Regions from separate parts of the Mus musculus genome. Here all the other regions are linked to region 2. The links are chromatin contacts, called in public HiCAR-type and HiChIP or PLAC-seq maps. All regions are on one chromosome and are shown on one strand. The core of a region is the stretch at or near the end of the contact, and the rest is flanking DNA. Distances in the headings are between cores, read along the strand shown.

What was found. HiChIP or PLAC-seq counts read pairs in DNA pulled down with a chosen protein or histone mark. HiCAR-type assays count read pairs that join an accessible place to other places.
Region 1: a contact with region 2 is called in a HiCAR-type map of astrocytes, with 2.4 times the contacts expected there. The contact joins the promoter of Hsph1 here to the promoter of 2310047D07Rik in region 2. A contact is called at or near these places in 1 of 39 promoter capture datasets (the 3T3-L1 cell line), 4 of 484 Hi-C or Micro-C datasets (cerebral cortex and embryonic stem cells) and 1 of 115 datasets of contacts at active chromatin or transcription factors (astrocytes).
Region 3: an H3K4me3 HiChIP or PLAC-seq map of forebrain shows a contact between it and region 2, with 4 times the contacts expected there. The contact joins the promoter of Wdr95 here to the promoter of 2310047D07Rik in region 2. A contact is called at or near these places in 3 of 39 promoter capture datasets (3T3-L1-derived adipocytes, hippocampal neurons and pre-B cells), 1 of 15 datasets of contacts at CTCF or cohesin (the NIH/3T3 cell line), 6 of 484 Hi-C or Micro-C datasets (B cells, the HPC-7 cell line, cerebral cortex and 3 more), 6 of 115 datasets of contacts at active chromatin or transcription factors (cardiomyocytes, effector CD8 T cells, embryonic midbrain and 3 more) and 1 of 9 other capture datasets (pancreatic islet).
Region 4: a contact with region 2 is called in a RAD21 HiChIP or PLAC-seq map of pro-B cells, with 4 times the contacts expected there. The contact joins the enhancer-like site here to the promoter of 2310047D07Rik in region 2. A contact is called at or near these places in 2 of 15 datasets of contacts at CTCF or cohesin (large pre-B cells and pro-B cells), 1 of 484 Hi-C or Micro-C datasets (the 63-12 cell line) and 3 of 115 datasets of contacts at active chromatin or transcription factors (astrocytes, embryonic limb bud and pancreatic cancer cells).

What each region holds. Positions count from the first base shown.
Region 1 is chr5:149,634,843-149,637,905 of GRCm38.p6, reverse strand. Hsph1 (heat shock 105kDa/110kDa protein 1) reads left to right here and starts at 1,591. Exons shown (of 18, transcript NM_013559.2): 1 at 1,591-1,936. The coding sequence starts at 1,830.
Region 2 is chr5:149,227,653-149,230,437 of GRCm38.p6, reverse strand. 2310047D07Rik (a long non-coding RNA gene) reads right to left here and starts at 1,450. Exons shown (of 2, transcript XR_003956021.1): 1 at 1,127-1,450. n-TNgtt14 (a tRNA gene) reads left to right here and starts at 1,364; the gene lies at 1,364-1,437.
Region 3 is chr5:149,527,379-149,530,536 of GRCm38.p6, reverse strand. Wdr95 (WD40 repeat domain 95) reads right to left here and starts at 1,858. Exons shown (of 23, transcript NM_029440.3): 1 at 1,766-1,858. All of the region lies in intron 1 of Gm15997 (predicted gene 15997), which reads left to right.
Region 4 is chr5:148,810,889-148,813,892 of GRCm38.p6, reverse strand. No RefSeq gene overlaps it. Among named protein-coding and RNA genes, the nearest start is that of Gm36405, 3.1 kb to the right of the region's middle. Within about 2 kb of position 1,637, at least 10 of the 459 cell types and tissues checked have an H3K27ac peak or open chromatin away from gene starts, as enhancers often do. A contact at or near this core is called in pro-B cells, where this site is marked.

The sequences.
Region 1 (3,063 bases), core at 342-2,841, 410 kb before region 2:
TACAAAGTGAGTTCCAGGACAGCCAGGGTTACACAGAGAAACCCTGTCTCGAAAAAACCAAAAAAAAAAAAAAAAAAAAAAAGAGTTTTCATATACTTAAAAAAAAGCCGGGGTGGTGGAGGTTTCAGAGACACAAAATGAAAAGAATGCCAACAAACATATTTCAAATTTAAAAACGCAGCTGCTCTGGGATAGCGTTGGTTCTTCTCCCATTTTAAATAGTTATGCTAGCAGGTGAAATAACTTAAGTGGCAAGCCGATCAATCACCACGAATAAAACTTACTCTGCAATTTGTATAGAAAGCTCCCATTTAAGCAACCCCACTTGTCCTACGGGAAGAGGCATACTTCAGGAGTTAGTTTTTAACCCTGGGCCCCAACTCTTCATTCAATTACACACTTATTTAGCAGCGCACGTTTTAATTGTGCATATTTCCATATTCTAGAGGGTACACACGGGGTTTTCAGGCAAACTTTGACGTTTTTTTTAACGGTACATAAGAATTGAAAGCAGGAGCCAGCAGCATCCACCTCTGCTTTCTCTTCATGGAACCTAAGCTTACTTTCCAAGGAAAGAAAATGAAAGGTTAGATTAAACAAGGAATAAACCATACACCCATTTATTAAACCATATTATTAGCCATTACATTAAATCATAACCTTATGGTTAGGAGTGGCAGGGTTAAACAAAGTCGGCTTAAACTAGTATCCAAAATATGCAAAACCCTGTCGGCAAAACACCAGCAGCTTCCCAAATTGCATAGCAATCAAAAGTTTTCATTTAAGAAGAAGAAGAAGAAGAAGAAGAAGAAGAAGAAGAAGAAGAAGAAGAAGAAGAAGAAGAAGAAGAAGAAGAAGAAGAAGAAGAAAACCCTTCTGTGTTTTATTCTGCAACAATCTTGCCAGCGGACAAATGTCTACAAAATATAAACCGCGTTTGCGGCTTATCCTGACGCCCCTAAATCGCAATCCATTAGCTGTTGAAAAAACAAGCAAGAACGGAACACAGAACAAAGCATACACCAGAGAAAGAGCGCGAATCGGCAGCAGCCAGCTGGGCCTCTTTTTACTGAGCCCTTAAGACAAAGCAGGATCGTGGCACGCACCACGGGCTGGACTACATATCCTAGCATGCAAAGCACCGAGGCCTCACCACTGGACTGCGTTTCCCAGCATGCAAGGCGCTAGGGTCTCCCGGCCAGACTACGCTTCCCGACATGCTCTCTGCCAACAGCAAGTTCGTGACCGGAGAGGCCTGGGGTCCCGGAGTAGTGTGTTCTTTCTCCGTCCTTTCAATAGTTTTTCGGCGTCGGGAGCCGGACACTGCCACCGGAGTCACCACTTAAGCGACAGAAGTTCCCGACCGGTTATTCACTGGAGTCAACTGGAACGAAAACTGCCCCTCAGGCTGGGGAGGGCGGGATGGAGGCCGGGCAAGCTCGGTCAGTTTTAGCCAATGGCGCCCGAGCAGCTGCCCTGTCACCATGGCAACTCAGGCCGCCCGCGGAGGGACCAGCAGTCCATTGGGTAGAATCTTTCTCGAAGGCTCGAGAAGAAGGAAGCGGAAGTGGCACGTGGAGGCGCCGGTGAGTAAAATGCTGCAGATTCTGGAAAGTTCTCCTCAGTAGGCTACATAAGGCTGAGCGATTGGGACCTCCCCTTTTGGATTGGTAGCTGAGCGGCGGCGGCTGCGTGAGAGAGGCGGGCGGCGGAGAGCGGTGGCAGAGACTGAGCGCAGTCTTGCAGGGTAAGCCGGAGGCATCTTCCCGACTGGTCGGGAGCAGGACGAGCACGCAGCGGACCCGAGGCGGAGGCGGACCGGGCCAGCCATGTCGGTGGTTGGGCTAGACGTAGGCTCACAGAGCTGCTACATTGCGGTGGCGCGGGCCGGGGGCATCGAGACCATCGCCAACGAGTTCAGCGACCGCTGCACCCCGTAAGTAGGAGCCTGGGTGGCCGGGGAGGGCTGGAGCTCGCTGCTTCCCGAGGGAGATGGTGGGTCCGGGGATTCCGGGAACCGTGACACCCCGCGACCACCTGGTCCCGCTGGCCTTCCAGGCTCGCCCCCGACTCCCCACTCAGCTTCTTCAAGCTGGCACCGGCTCCCACCTCAGCTAGGATCTCGGCAGAGCCTGGGCAACAGAGCCTTTTCCTCCGCATGGTGAATCTCCAAATGACCTAGAAGGTTCCAGAGCCTGTGCGCCGCTGCTTGCCTAGGGAGCGAGCGGACTGTTGTTAGCGACCACAGAAACACGCTATGGTGGAGGAATCCTCCGTCTCTGCGTCTCATCTACTCCTGATTTGTTAATATTGCCCTAGTGCCCCAATCGCCTTTTGGAAGCGTCCTTTTTAAAGCTCATTGTGAAAAACGTCCGTGAGAGTTTCCAGACCCAGAGTTCGTTTATTTTAACACCATTTAGAGTAAGCAGTACAAATTTAACATTGTTGTTGCTTAACACACTGCTGTGCAAAAAATTCAGTGGGGAAGATGGATTTTTTTGCTTCGGAATTAAATATTCTGCAGCAACGTGGGTGGGTAAACGGAAGCATGGTAAAAAGCAACTTTTTGAGGGGGTTAGTTTCTGAAGGTTACATATTAGAGGCAGTTAGACCTGCGTGTGCCTTCACCGACAACAGCTGTATGCTTTTTAAGGCAATCATTATAGGGCTTTTTCCCCCCATGTGCAAAGTCCAAGATAATAAATGTTAAACATCGAACCCAAAGGTAAAATCATTCCGACCTTATTAGAGGAACATTTATGAGTGAATAGGAGGAAGAAAGCCTTGCTAGGAACTTACTTTCTAAGCATGGGCTCCCTCTCTCACAAAGCCATGGTGCTCTGTGATTCGGCAATTAGTAGGAAGGCTGCCAGTCCTTCTTGCCCCCATCCTGTATGCTAAGCGCTTCTTCCTCTCTCTGCCTAAAAAGAGACAAAAGGTGTGTAGAGGAGAACAGGGAGAGCTGCTTGGGTAGCTGTGTTGCTGACCAGAATTTTTGACTGAGGTGGTTTTTTTACCCTTGGCCAAACTATGCGGTTGAAAATGGAGTTGGCTACTGATTTC
Region 2 (2,785 bases), core at 201-2,700:
CCAGTCACAAATGGGCAAAGACTGGGTAATTCCACCTAGGGGAGTTACTTAAGAATAATTAAATTAGTAAAGATAGAAGAGAGAATGAGGCTTATTAGAAAAAGAAAGGGGAGGTGGGAGTTGTTTAATAGATGGGAGTATTGGTAACATATAAGTGCACTTAATTCCGTTTGAACCGTAAGCTTTAAAGGGGTTAAAATGGAGCTGGAGCGATGGATAGGTGGTTGAGAGCTCCTCTCTTGCACAGGACCCGCGCTCAGTTCCCAGCACCCGCCTTGAGAGCCTCACAATCGCCTCCAACGCAGGCTCCAGGAGAATGCGACGCCCCGTTTGACCCCGAGGGCGCTGAACTCAGGATACACGCCAACACCCAGATACATGATTAAAATAAGTCTTTGAAATATGGCTCAATTTATACCAAGAGAGTAGCAATAGCTAAGTAGGAAGAGCCAAAGAGAGGAGGAGCAAGAGAAAGGGGGGAGGGCGGGAACGGGGACAGTATTTGGGATGTAAATATATGAAATAATTAATTTTTTTTAAAAGGAGGAAGGGTATGGAAGCTTGAAGAGCGGGACCTGAGGTCTGTGAAGTTGCCCCCTCCTCCCCTCCCGGTCTTTGGGGTGATGGGGGAAGGAGAGGTCTGACAGGGGCTCTGGCAGGTTTATCAAAGAATTATCCTTTCTCCCCCTCCCTTCTCTCTTCCTCCTTCCCTTCCCTTCTGCCCCTCCCTCTCTCTCCCTCCCCCTCCCCCTCTCTCCCTCCCCCTCCCCCTCCTCTGAGTGGGCACAATGCTACCTACCCCAACCCTCCCAAGGCAACCCCAAGTCAGTGAGTTAAATTCAGAAGTCAGGGGAAGGCCTAGACGTCACTGGCTATTTTAAAAGAGCGTTTTAATCGCCATAAATCCGATTCTGCAGTCCCCCTAAGCCATGAGTGCTCGAAGGAGGCTCCAGTCCGCTAAAGGGGTGTGAATTTATTCCCAGGAGGTGACGGGGGAGGGGCGGCGCGGTAGGTTTTTAAACGTATAAAGTATAAAATTCCCATGGCCCACACAGAGATCCACAGTTTATCAACCTCGATAAGCGGGAGGCGACGAGAACACTCAAAGGGGAGGGGCGGTAACAACCTTGAACAAGGGCAGGGCGCCCTGGCTCGGAGCCCACGCAGATTCCCGGAGCCTCACCCGGCGCCGCCCTGCTCTGCGGAGGATTTGCTGGGCTCGGCGGCTCCGCCCCTCCCCGCCCTCGCGCAGTCTCAGCCCGCAGGGCTCAGCAGGGCCTGGCGCCTCCCGGGAGTCCGAGGCGGCGACGCCCATGCTGGCCGCGGCAATGTGTACAAAGCGCACGGCCGCTCAGGCAGCTGTGTCTCTGTGGCGCAATCGGTTAGCGCGTTCGGCTGTTAACCGAAAGGTTGGTGGTTCGAGCCCACCCAGGGACGGCAGCGTTCCTTTTAGCAAAAAACATTTTTAGAAATGTTTTCTGCCATCCTGGGACGCCCAATCTGTTTGATAGCTTTCTAGGGCTCAAGCTACAAGCGGGCCTGCTGCTTCCACTAATTTTCAAGAGGGTACATGTAAGTCTGCTTTTTGAGTTTGGTCCAATTCTGCTCAGGAACAGCTAGGTGTTTTTTGCACTGGAAACCGGCAACCGGGACCACCCAGAAACAGCACCATTTGTGTGGCTCAGAAAAAAAAAATAATAATAACAAAAAATAAAAAATAAAAACAACAGCAACAACAACAAAAAAAAAAAAAACAAAAAACGACCCGCGGACCCTACTAATACAGTCTACTTCCAAATGGATGAGCAACAGATAACATTGTGGGCAGAGAGTTTGGGGACAGCAGGCCACGCTGACTTTAGCTAAGTGGCTCCCAGACTTGGGCAATGGGTTTGAATCTAACTACATTATATTTAATCTTAGACTGCTGTCAATTTCCCCCATCACATTTAACTTTATCAGAAATTGTATAAGTTCGTGTTTAAAAGTTTTAAAAGAGAGCCAGGAGTGGCGGTGATGCCTTTAATCCCAGAACCCAGAAGGCAGTAAGGCAAATAAATCATGGTGAATTCCAGGACAGCCAGGGGTACATAGAGAATTCTTGTCACAGAGGACGTTTTATGTTTTTTTCACAAAAGACTTTCCATAAAGACAGGAAGTTGTGACGTGAGGGTTTTGTGTCTGGGATCTACACCCACTCCTATAGAATACAGAGAACGGGAGTCTACAGAGTGGTTCACAACCTGTGGGTCACGACCCCACTAGGATCGTATATTAGGAATTCTGCATTAAAGATATTAATAATGATTCATAACAGGAGCAAAATGACAACTATGAATGAAATAATTTCATGGTTGGTGGTCCCCATGAAGAACTGTATTAAAGGGTCACAGCATTAGGAAGAGTGAGACCCACTGTCCTATGTTGACGTAAACACTCCCGAGCTACACTGCAAGAGCTCTCACTGCTAGCCACATCTGGCTTCTGAGTACTTGAAATGTGACTAGGACAACTGAGGGATGAGTGTCAGAGTAACGCCAGGCCCTTGATTAACATGGGGTGGAGACGGTACTGTGCGTGCATCTAGCCCCGAGCTCTATCCTAGCACTAAACAGAAACAGCAGGAACAGGGCCTTACTGGCCTAGAACTCATGGCCCGGCTGCCTCAGCCTTCTGAGTGCTGGGATTATAGGTGTGCGCTGCCGTGACCAAGAAAGACTGGATGTCAGTGAATTTAGTCAAATGCAGTTTTAGTTTTTAAATATAATGTCTAATTTTATTGCAT
Region 3 (3,158 bases), core at 609-3,108, 300 kb before region 2:
CTTGAAGGATGTTTTTTTTAAAACCATGGAGCTGTCTTCCCTAAACCACTGGTGTGTTTACACCTGTGTGGCTCCCATGGGCCCCTGGGACTTGCGCCTTCCAATGGACCCCTGCGTTTGCCCTTCACTTCACTCTGAACACTCGCAGCTATCCAGAAAGCTCCACGGCTTCATCGGCTTCCAAAGGCGTGTCAGTCTCCTGGGGTCCTAGCGACCTATGCTTGGAACATGGTGGGCGGAGCAACCGCCTGGGTGGTCCCCAAAGGCTCCCTTCTCCTTCCCTTCTCCTTTCCACCTGGTGTGTGTATGGGTGTCAGTTCAGGCCTGGCTCCTCTGGAAGGGGATTACAGCTTCATTCCCTCCCATGCATCCTCTGGCTGCCTCCACGGAACGTCTCGTCCATCTGACCTGGGGTGATGACTGGCCTTGGACCACCACCCCCCCCCTCCCCCCGCCTCTTAGCTTCCATCTTCTCCCTTACCGACCCAGAGCTCTCTGCGGCTCTCCTGCAAGAAAGCAAGATGGCAGCTTGTTACCAGCTAGATCATGTTGAGACCCCTTAGCCTTCAAGCCTCCACCAACACAGCCCCTCATTCGTTCATCATCTCCACTCCTGTGCTCTGAACTCGAGCTTCCTTCCAGTCCACCTAGCTACCTACCCACTTCTTTCCCTGCCCACCAAGGCTGTGCCCGGTTTATGCAGTGCCATTCACAGGCCGCCCTCTCCCTACCTGGAGTTGGTACATGTATGGAGTTGGCTCATAAAGCTCTCTTCCCTCGATCCAGTCCAGTGACTACTTTAGCGGTGCCAATACCGAGGATAGCTATCCCATACCTGGTGTTATTAGTGTTAGCACGTTAGCATTCCTTCTAGGTTCCTCCCAACAGTTAGTTACCTAGCAACAGCCAGGTGGGAGCCTGGGTTGCTATAAAAAGAACTGTTTGGCCTCTCTTCACTCTCTCTGACCCCTTTCTCTCTCTCTCTCTTTCTCTGACCCCCCCACCCTCCCTCTCCCCATCTTTTTCTGTCCCTTCTTTTTCTCTACTTCAACTCCTTTCTCAACCCCCTTCCCATGCCTCAAGTGAACATTTTATACTAGACCCGTGTTGTATGACTGGTACCTGGGGACAGGGGGCACCCACTAAGACACCCCCTCCCAGTGAAGCATACCGCGCTTTACAAAACATATCAAGTAGCACGGTTGAGTTCTTACTATATGTCATCACTAATTCAGTTACCTCTAAAAATAATTCCAAGAGAGGACTAAGGCAACCTTGGCCCAAATCACATCAACATTTGACACCCAGTCCGAGTCTTTACTAGTCACTAAATAGACACACTTTAAAAAAAAAAAAAAAAACTTCCCAAAGCACATTTATTGTGTGATCCTCCCCCCCCCCCCGCCCCCTTAAAGGGCCTAGCTAGATACTGAACACACGATATGTCTTTGATCCACTCACTGATTTGAGCTTCTAGCTTCCAGACTTAAGAATACCACGACCCCAGATGAGCAATTTATGGAAACAACAGTCACCAAGATCATTTGCCCTGGTCAATGACAGATGATAAACCATATCAGGACAAAGTGACCCGCAACATCCTGATAAGAAACCATCTCAGCCTCTGTGGGCTCCTTTTTCCTCTTTCTTTCCTCTTTTGGAAGAAGAAAATCCAGATCAGACACCTGAGAACTCATTGCTATTCTGTAGTCAGGTTGCTTCCAACTCTTTTATTCAAACCACCCCAGGGGCCTTGTGACATTACCTGCTAACGATTCTAACTCATCTTTCCAAACAAAGAGGCATCAGCCTGTCAAACAGCAACAGCCTTCCATCAACAGAGAGCTGAGGTCTCCTCCAGACTGGCAGAATGGGTGAGCGCTTACCGTACTCCCCATCCCCCACCCCGCGCCAGGGCCCTATGTGAATTTCTATGGGGTAATATTTACAGTGCTGGATGGCTGGGCCCTGTGGAGCTTAATGGGCTTCTTAATAAAGGCAGGCTTCATTAAGACAGAGAGCGCGGGGCGTCGTGCCCTTGCTTTGGAGGAGAGGACAAGCCAGCACAAGACGAATGCTCTCCCTCCGCTCGAAAATCATGCGGGTCAAGTGCCTTGTCACGCATTAACAGTCTTTTAAGTTGCTAGGCAGATCGAGAGGAGCCGAGCGGATAAACCAAGGCGGAGGAATTATGAGACCCATCCTGGTAGCACAAACGCTGGAACACAGAGCTGCCTTTAAACAAAGTAATTTGCTAAATGAGCGGCTGGCGGGTTTCCAGATGGCCAATGTGACACGGGCTTGGATGAATCCTTTCTTCAATCACGCGTTTGTCTGGACTGAGACATGAAAGGCCAGGTCAGAGCTACTGCGGTGGCTGCTGTAGCTTTGAAGCCCTTACATAAAACTCTACTGGTGTGGAACTCCGGCAGCTCCAGTGTGGCAGCTGGCGCGGGTGCCCTGGCGTTGGTGCTTGGGAGGCCACTAAGACAGCTGCTCCTTAAGCGGGAGGACAGCCAGCTCAGAACAGGGCTTCTCTGTCTTGCCTACCGCTTCGCTTCACACCAGGTCTCTGGGCAGGTGACCTTAGTACCAGATGAAACTGTAGTTGAAGTCTAAGAAGCAGAAATGTTGTAATTTTAAATATGAATTATTAAGAATCACTTAAAATCATTTCCATGAGTTTTGTCTTTCTTCCTTCAGTCCTGAATGATGTGTTTAAAATAAATAAATAAATAAATAAATAAATAAATAAATAAATAAATAGGAGATATGTGCTATGAGGTGTGGTGAGGTGTGGGAGAAGGGAATGTCTCAGCGGGCCCATGCCGAGGCATCCCTTCCCCATGAGGGACCAGCCACAGGTATAGTATAGTATAGTATAGTATAGTATAGTATAGTATAGTATAGAATAGAGTTTATTCAGGGCATGGGGAGGGGAGTTAAGAGGGCAGTGGAGGCAGAGAAAGGCAGAGAGAGGGAGAGTAGAGAAGTAGAGGAGTAGAGGCCAGCCATGAGCACGTGGAGGGGGGCGGGGAAGAGGCGAGGGGACAGAGTGGGAACAAGAGAGCAAGAGAACAAGAGGGAGAGGAGTGGGCAAGCAGCCCCTTTTATAGTGGGTCAGGCCTACCTGCCTGTTGCCAGGTAACTGTGGGGTG
Region 4 (3,004 bases), core at 388-2,887, 420 kb after region 2:
CCTCACCCTAGCTGCCTGGAAGCCAATATTCTTCTAGCAGCCTTCAGAAGAAGATGTAGAACTCTCAGCAGTTCCTGCACCATGCCCGCCTGGATGCTGCCATGTTCCTGCCTTGATAATAATGGACTGAATCTCTGAACCTGAAAGCCAGCCTCAATTAAATGTTGTCCTTGTAAGAGTAGCCTTGGTCATGGTGTCTGTTCACAGCAGTAAAACCCTAACCCTGTGTTTATCTTATCCCAGAGTCAAACACGCTCGGACATCTTTTGGTGAGAAGGACAGATCAAAAACAAACATGAGGCCTGAGGGCCCTTGGGAATCAAACAAGGCAAACAGCTTCGTTGTGGGATACAGTCGGAACTTCTGCTTCTCTTTCTGGCCTTCACATTGTCTCCTACAAAGTGGTGGCCCTCAAGGTCCTCACAGGATTCATTCACTGCTGTCCCAGCTTCTGCCATCCCCTGGCTGGGGCAGAGACAGGGAAAACACAGCATCTGAGGGTCTGGAAGTGGCTTGGACTTATGTCCACTTTGCCTTGTTGCTGAATAAGGCTTTGGTTTCTCTGTGTGCCAGGGGTGGGGCGGGGCGGGGGCAGTGGCAGCTCAGGAGGGGGATTGGGAGCACATGTCCTAGACTGTCCAGAGGCCTGAGGTGAGGGAAGTTTCTCTGGCTTGTAGGGCTGGAATTAGCAGATGAAGTTTCTAGAAGATATTTTACCAACTCACTAAAATTCCGAAGCCTGTTACTTCTAAAAAAAAAAAAAAAAAGGCTGTCAGGGTATTTACCCACTTCCCAGGGTCTTTAGAGGAGACGTCAGGAGCCGGCATATCCAGTGTTTGGCACGGGTCCTGATCTGGTGGACGCTGTGTGAAAATGCCATCTGGGTTTGTGGTTGCTTTACGGAGGGAGGGGTCTGGGGAAAAGAAGGAAGAGAGCCGGTTGACATAGCTGTCATTTGCTGGCTCGACATCTCCTAACCAGGTCAGCCCTTCCACAACTGAACAACGGCTTTTAAAAATTTAATTACTTTTTAATGAAGTTGAAGGGAGACTTTGGAGCCAGCTACCTGGCACCTTCGTGAGATGAATTGGTGTCACAGCGGGAGAGATGGATGAGTGAGGAGATGAGGTTTCGCTGAGCACAGAAGGCTGTGGAGGGGAGGGAAGGCAGGAGGCTTGCCTACAGGGAGCTAGCTAGAGCCCACATCCCTTGGAGGTTACAGGTGTCCCGGGCTTCAGTAGATAGAGTCCAGCAACAACAGGGTTGGTCCTCTGACTCAAAGGTTACCCAGTCAATGCTGATTTAGTGAGTCTTGTATTTGTAGGCTTTATATTGCTATGATGGAAGACCTGAGGCTCCTAACTTAGAAAGAGAAAGGGTTATTTTGGCTTATGGTTCTGGAGATTCGTGTGTAAGACCAGGAGCTGGAGAGCACAGTGTAGCATGTCAGCGGCATGTAGCAAAACAAAATGTAAGTCATAAGCCAGGAAGGAGAGAGAGGAAAAGAGGGTGGGGAGAGGGAGAGGGGAGAGAAGAGGAGACGAGGTCCTATAACTACCATTAAAGAAAGGTTCACCTCTAACGACCTAATCCCCACTTGAATCCAGCTCTTGAAGTTTTCAGTCCAACCAACAGCGCCACCTAGAGGCCAAGAGTTTATACTGTAGGGCTTAGGGGGAAATGGTCCAATCCAGAGCCTCTCAGGTCTCTTAAGTCATCTTGGGTGGCTCTTCTCCGAAGGTCACTCCCAACATCTGATCTCGTGTGATTCTAGGGCGTCCGCTTGCTCTCCGGAGGCGTGTGGCAGACCGAGGGAGGCTACCTGGAACTGGCAGCAGCGTCTCCCTGGAAGCAGGCAGCCTCAGTCCCTCGCGGAGGGTATCAGGAGGATCCTCCCCCATCTAGGATGAGCAGAGTGCCTGTCTGAGGACAGAGGGTCACAGGGGTGCAGCTCTGGGTACCTTCCTTTGTCTCTGCCCCCCTCAGCCCTCCTTCACACCAAAAGATCTGATCCATCTCAAGGGTCTTGAAGTCACAGCGTCACTTCCTCCGTGCTGCCCTCCAACGTGGGCCATGTACGTTGTCACTGGACACTGAACCTGTGGGTTGGCTTGCCTCCTGGCCCTCCGTGGCCTGTTCTGCAGCAGCCTTCTCAAGGACTGTTGGGTTGCAATGCTTGCCCAGCTTCGGACCAACCCCGCCTGTGATTTTGTTGGACTGGTGGCCTGGATGGTCTGCTGTGGATGCTCTAAGACTCGTGCTTTCTGGGTGGTTATCCGAGTGGCTTAGGAGCAGCTCAGAATTGCTTCCCTGGAAGGGTCATCCAGCTTCCACAACTGCCCGGCCTCGCCCTGCCCGACCTGCCCCACCTGAGCCAATCTAATCTTGGAGTCAGCCTGGCCTAGGGTAGCATTCTTTTTGCCCCTGGGCTGTTTTTACTGACTCCCACCCTCTGTGCTTTCTCATCCCTGGGGGCGTGGGCATCTCTTTTTGTAGCCCAGGCTGGTCCCAATTTCAAGACCCTCTTGCTTCAGCATCTTTAGTGTGAGAAACAAGACCCCTCACTCTGTAATAATAAATTTGAGAGAGTAGGAACACAAAAACAGTCTCTATTTTACAATTCTGCAGAAATGAATATCAGCCAAGCAATGAACGGCTGGCACATCAGTTTGATACAAAGGGTACCCCCCCCCCCCAAGCCTCTGATTGCAAAAGAATTCCTCCCCCTAGGCTGGTACTCCAGAGAGTTGTAACCTTCAAATTCCTGTAGCATGGCTCCCTCCCCAAATTCCCCATCCTATTAGTTCAGGAGTCAAAGCCTTACTTAAGGTATTTTTATTAAATGTATCCTTATTAAATGTATTCTTATTTAATGTATCCTTATTTGATGTATCCTGGAGCCTAAGAGCCCCTCCTTTTCTGACCTTGGGCTCAGCCATGCAGCCGACTTTTAAGCCCAAGGATGAACTGAGGGCACCCGGACAGGCAGCTTCCAGCCACTGGC